2 separate regions of the Zea mays genome follow, and region 2 is linked to region 1. Evidence: chromatin contacts called from public Hi-C data. All regions are on one chromosome and are shown on one strand. The core of a region is the stretch at or near the end of the contact, and the rest is flanking DNA. Distances in the headings are between cores, read along the strand shown. Region 1 holds the start of LOC100502213. Region 2 has its middle 71 kb from the start of LOC100285310.

Region 1 (2,876 bases), core at 248-2,747:
TATTTAATACAAAAGAACAGTACACCATACAAGATAACAAATAAAGCGAATATGCATCAAGTATGACATTCGATAACGCATTTGTTATGGTTAGAAAGAAACGGGAAAGGTCTCGCAGGGGGGTTAAATCTTATGCACTAACGATCACTTACAAATGGTTCTTAACAAAAGAATTCTGTTACATATATTTATATATACTGATGGAAACCTAATCACTTTTAGTTGATCAACATTGCACAGGGTAAACAATTAACTACGTGAATCAATAGCATAACGGAATTTTAAATTAAACTTCCTATTTCCCATAGCATAAACAGTGATTAGCCTACTTAAAATACAGTAATTATGATCACAGAAAGTAAATAAAATAAAATAAAAAAAAATAAAAAAACAGAAGGGGGGGGGCGGTTGAACCGGCCCTAGGGCGGTTGAACCGGCCCTAGGCGGGGCGCGGGCGCGGGCGGCGCAGGGGGGCGGCCGAGCAGGGGGGCGGGGCGGCCGAGCCGCTGGGCGCAGGGGCGGCCGAACCGGCGGGCAGGGAGGCGGCGCAGGGGGCGGCCGAGCCGGGGGGCGGGGCGGCCGAACCGGCGGGCAGGGAGGCGGCCGAACCGGCCATGGGGAAAGGGGGGAGGGGATGGGGGAGGGAGGAGAGGGGGAGGGGGAAGCTCACCGGCGACGGGGACGGGGCGGCCGAGCGGGGCGGCCGAACGGCGACGGGGAGGGGCGGCGGCCTAGGCAGGGGCGGCGGCTAGGGCAGGGGGCGGGTAGGGGGCGGCGGCTTGGGTGGGGAGGGAGAAAATGAGGGGGGAGAGGGAGAGGGTTAGGGGATAAGGGAAAGAGGGGGAGGGGCGGCTGGGCCTACTAGGCCCAAGAGGGGGGCGCCAGGGGGCGGCTGGGCCGGCCGGGGTCGGCCCACGGCGCGGGAGAGAGAGAAAAAAAAAGGAGAGAGAAAGAGAGAGAGAAAAGAGAAAGAAAAGAGAAAGAAAACATTTTCGAAATCCGATCTTTCTACATGAATGCATTTGCACTTTCAAAGCAATCAAAAGAAATGCAAGGTTCGGCATGGTGCATCAAACAACATAAAGTATTTAGGGTTTTTATACATACGGGAATTCCAAACCGAATCCCGCTAGAACTTTGGAAAAGGTCAAGGTTTAGCGAGGGAAAAAGAAAAAGAAAAGGTAACGCCCGAATTTTGGCGAGTAAAGAAAAGAAAAAAAATTCAACTGCAAAAATTCGGGGCGTTACACGTGCTGTGTTCGTGTCATATTAAAATAGTCGTGTTTCGTGCTGGCCCATATAGCCCGGCCCGTTTGGCAACCTATAGCGTGAGCCCCGAAAATCCGACGGCCCCGCAGACAAAAAACGTGGGAATTGGAATCCCTCTCGCGCCCACGGGGCCACGCCGCCGCCCTCTCTGGCTCTCTCCATACTTGCGGGCCCCACCGGTCAGGATCTCGGCGCCTACGACAAAAAAAAAATCGTAGCTGCTTTCCCCTACCCTTTCCGTTCTCGGAGGACGAGGGCGCGACGGCACGCGGCGAAAACGACGCGGCCGCGTCGCCAAAACCGTCGCCTCGCTTCCTCCCTCCCATGACGGGCTCGAAACCCGCGCCCGCCGCCTCGCAGAACCCTAGCGCGGTCCCGCATCGTCGTCCTCCTCCTCCTCCTCCTCCTCCTCCTCCGCCGCCGGTGACAGCGGTTGCGAGGGTGCGCGAAGAAGGCGAGCTCTCCTCCGGCGCCGACGACGACGAGGTGAGCTCTCGCGCCTTCTCGACCCGCGCTCGCTCGCTCGTCCCCGGATCTAGCTGCTTCAGCTCTATCGCGTCCGCTCTACAGTTGCTTGCCGTTGACGCTTTTGACTCGTCCCGCGGCTAGGGTACCGAACTTGGATTGGCGGTGCTGGATGCTTCCTTGCTTAGGTGTTCTGATGAAGCGTGCTTGATTTGTAGCTTGGCGAATTGTTGGGGGATGGACGCGCTGTTGTGGCACTGGCTGTGGCTCTAAGACCTGGCAGCGACCGGAAGAGGGCTTCCAGTATGGGAATGGGATTGGATGCATGCTTAGAAGCTCGTTGTTCGGTGTTTAGGAGTTAGGACTATGACAACCATCTAGGGCTTAAATGCGATCTGATTCTGCTGTTATGGTTGAGCTGCCTTGAAGTTGTAGTTGCCAAGTCGGTGTTGTTGGTTTGGGTACTGTACGGTGTACATGACTGGCGCTTTAAGTGCTGTGAGATTCTGATTGATCTATTTATGCACTGCATTTATCGATTTCTCATATTTAGCATGTACATACATGATTGCATATCTGTCACCCTTTTGTGTTATGTACCTATGTATGAACATACCAATGCATTTATTGCCGATACGTGAGCTTAGATTTGCAACATTTGTCGCTTATCATACTCATTAAATTGCTTCGAACAGACTCTGCAAACTCAGCTAGGTGCCGCATCCATTCTTGGGAAGTTTGTGGAGGCTGGATCTCAAGTGCCATCGGCAAGTCTCCTCGGTAAAGGTGATTAGCGATCCTGTGTTTCATGTTTTATGCCAGTTTCCTTCCATGTATTGATGGCCTGCTTCTTTACTGATCTGGCTGCGTTACCTGATACCTCTTATTCTCTGACTTAATAGGCAGTAACACCTTGATTGTCTCAAATGCTCTGAATCATAAAGCGTCTGCTCCAAGTTACAAGAAGATCATGAGGGTGAATCAGGGGCAATTCAAACCTGGCACTAACCGGAATCTTTCATGGCAGAAGCCTGTGTCAAGTGATAACCTTCTGATAACTTTCTCAGATGATGATAGTGGGGCAGACTCTGGGAAGACAGGGCGAGATAAAGTTAGGAAGGCTAGCTCTCAAGGTACACAGA
Region 2 (2,876 bases), core at 283-2,782, 190 kb after region 1:
TATGTCACCATGGCCATGACAACATCTATTTACTTCTCTATGTGGATGATATTGTACTAACAACATCTTCATACTCACTTCTCCAGTGGGTGATCACAGCACTACAACAAGAATTTTCTATGACCGACCTCGGCCCCATGCACCATTTTCTAGGCCTCACCGTGACTCGGCATCCTGATGGATTTCATCTTTCTTAGCGGCAGTATATTCTTGAGGTGCTTGAACGTGAAGGTATGACCGATTGTAAGCCATGTTCTACTCCTGCTGACACGAGTGGCAAGCTTTCTGGCACTGAGGGTCCACCCGTCACTGATCCGACTCACTATCGGGGTCTGGCCGGTGCTCTACAATATATCACTTTCACTCGCCCTGACATTTCATATGGTGTTCAGTAAGTTTGTCTTCACATGCATGATCCTAGAGAACCACATTACACGTTGATTAAACGTATTCTTCGCTACCTGCATGGGACATTGGATCATGGCCTTCATCTTCGTCCCACGGATGTCTGCACATTGGTTGCCTACTCTGATGCTGATTGGGTCGGTTGTCCTGACACCCGTCGGTCGACCTCTGGGTTTGCTGTTTTTCTTGGTGATCGTCTCTCGGTCATCCAAGCGTCAACCCACTATATCCCGTTCCAGTGCTGAAGCAGAGTATCGTGCGGTGGCAAATACAGTTGCTCAGACCACCTGGCTCCGACAGCTCCTTCAGGAAATGCATATTTCCCTAAAGCGCGCCACTGTTGTCTTCTGTGATAATGTTAGTGCAGTCTACCTCTCCTCGAACCCAGTGAATCATCAGCGTATGAAGCACATTGAGATCGATCTACATTTTGTTCGAGAACGAGTTGCGGCCGGTGCAGTTCGAGTTTTACATGTTCCTACTTCCTCCCAGTATACTGATATCTTCACTAAGGGATTGCCTTGGTCGGTGTTCACAGAGTTCAGGTCCAGTCTGAATGTTTTTCCTTGTGGCTGACCACGTTACTACTGGGGTGTTGGATTACCATAATTAGATTGATTACTTTCCTTGCTTTAGGCCTGCCTTGTACACGCATGGCTATAGTTGGAGAGTCCTAATCACGTGATGCACTTCCTTTACCACCGGGTATTACTTCTATAAACCGGTTATACTCGTGCATGTCTAATCAGGTGATGCTGCCTATATATAGCCGATTCTCTTGATCAATAATACATCAAGCATTCATCTATCACCCATCGCCATCACTCTTTGTTTTCTCAGTTTGAGTTCACAGATGGAGGGTCCAGGGAGCGGCGATATATACCCCGTGAGGACCCCACGACAGCCTAGGAAACCGGCGTTCCCTACAGAGTTTGTTGCCAGGATTTTTTTCTTGGCCGGAAGCTCGGACCTCCACAGATTTCTATTCGTTTCACTACGACGAGGGAAGAGAGATGACAAGGGGGACCCACCTATCACATAGCGCTCGAACGAGCGGTCCCAGACGGTGGGGTCATGTCCATGAGCGCGCAGCGGGAGGAGGTTCGCTGACGAGCGGGACCACCGGTCAGCGACGTTAGGAATGTCTGGTTGTGACACCGGTCACGGGGGGTCGTAAACTGGGCCCGTAGGTCAGAGGAGGTCGCACGTGGTTGTGACACCGAGAAGCGAGCCCCGCATGGCAGAGACCGCAATGGAAGATTTGAGCCGGCCGAAGGTGGGCTGGCGGTGGAATGTCTGGTTGGGCCCGCGCGGGAGAGAGTTGGGCCCAACAATGCTGAGAGGAGAAAATGGCCTACGGGTTTGATTCTTCTTTTATTTTTTTCAGTTTCCTTTTCTTTTCCTTTTCTATTTTCTTTTCAGATTTTTGTTTTCTAATTTCCAAATTGAATTGTAAATATATTTTGTATTTTCAAACTCATATAAGATGCACAATAAAAAACTCAGCATGTGATGCAGTATTCCTATTATTTTATTTATTCATTTATTTATTATCCTACATAAGCAAATGCTTTTGGATATGTAGCTCATACATAATTATTTTAAGGATAATAGTTTCTATTGTATAATCTCTATTAATATCTGCTCTAACACTTATCCTTATATAATACTTATTAACTTCAACGAAAGATAATTTACATCAAAATCCTTTTATTGGACCTTTGTTATAACATCCGGGGTCCGTCGATCAGCCAAAGGAGGTAGATAATGTCTACCCTCGAAAACCCTGCCCTGAGACGAACTCCAAGGCACCGAGCCTAGGGTCTGGCGTGGCGAAACTGGATAAGGGGGCCCAGTGTGTCAAAGGGAAACCACTCGAGTGGATCTCACGCCTAGCCCAACCGACCCGTCATAAGTGACCGATCGCATTGACTGTACGTGGTGCCGAGCCACAGTGGAGGCGTCGGTCCGCCTTCCACTCATGACCTACCAACTCCTCGGGCCACAGAGCACTCACGACCTACGAGCCCCTCAAACTACGACGTATTTATGACCCGCGCATCCCATGGCTAGCGGCACACTCATGACATATCGAGACTAGGCCTGAGTGTGTAGGCGACTAGCATGGTGCAACATGGCAAACTGCGTCGTGCCACAGCAGAGGCGCTGGTCCGCCGACATACGAACCCCTCGAGCCGCAGAGCACTGATGACCTATGAGCCCATCGGACTGTGGCACATTTATGGCCCACCCATCCCCGGATAGTGGCACACTCATGACCTATCAGGACTATGCCTGAGTGTGCAGGCCGCTGGTAGGGCTGAGAGCACCTAGAGGGGGGTGAATAAGTGATCCTGCAAAAACTTAAATAAAAACAACAAACTTGGTCTATAGATGGGGTTAGTGAAATCTAAAACCAAGTTCAATGGAGAATAGAAGGATGATTTCTTCACTTAATTGCTCTCACACGA

The links. Hi-C and Micro-C count contacts between places; a contact is called where the count stands out from the background.
Region 2: a Hi-C map of bundle sheath shows a contact between it and region 1, with 2.3 times the contacts expected there. The contact joins the enhancer-like site here to the promoter of LOC100502213 in region 1. A contact is called at or near these places in 2 of 25 Hi-C or Micro-C datasets (bundle sheath and tassel).

Annotation. Positions count from the first base shown.
Region 1 is chr1:153,861,931-153,864,806 of Zm-B73-REFERENCE-NAM-5.0, forward strand. It overlaps LOC100502213, which reads left to right and starts at 1,498. Exons shown (of 9, transcript NM_001363234.1): 1 at 1,498-1,755; 2 at 2,430-2,520; 3 at 2,637-2,876. The coding sequence starts at 1,594.
Region 2 is chr1:154,054,264-154,057,139 of Zm-B73-REFERENCE-NAM-5.0, forward strand. No RefSeq gene overlaps it. Among protein-coding and RNA genes, the nearest start is that of LOC100285310, 71 kb to the left of the region's middle. Within about 2 kb of position 1,533, at least 17 of the 20 cell types and tissues checked have an H3K27ac peak or open chromatin away from gene starts, as enhancers often do. A contact at or near this core is called in bundle sheath and tassel, where this site is marked.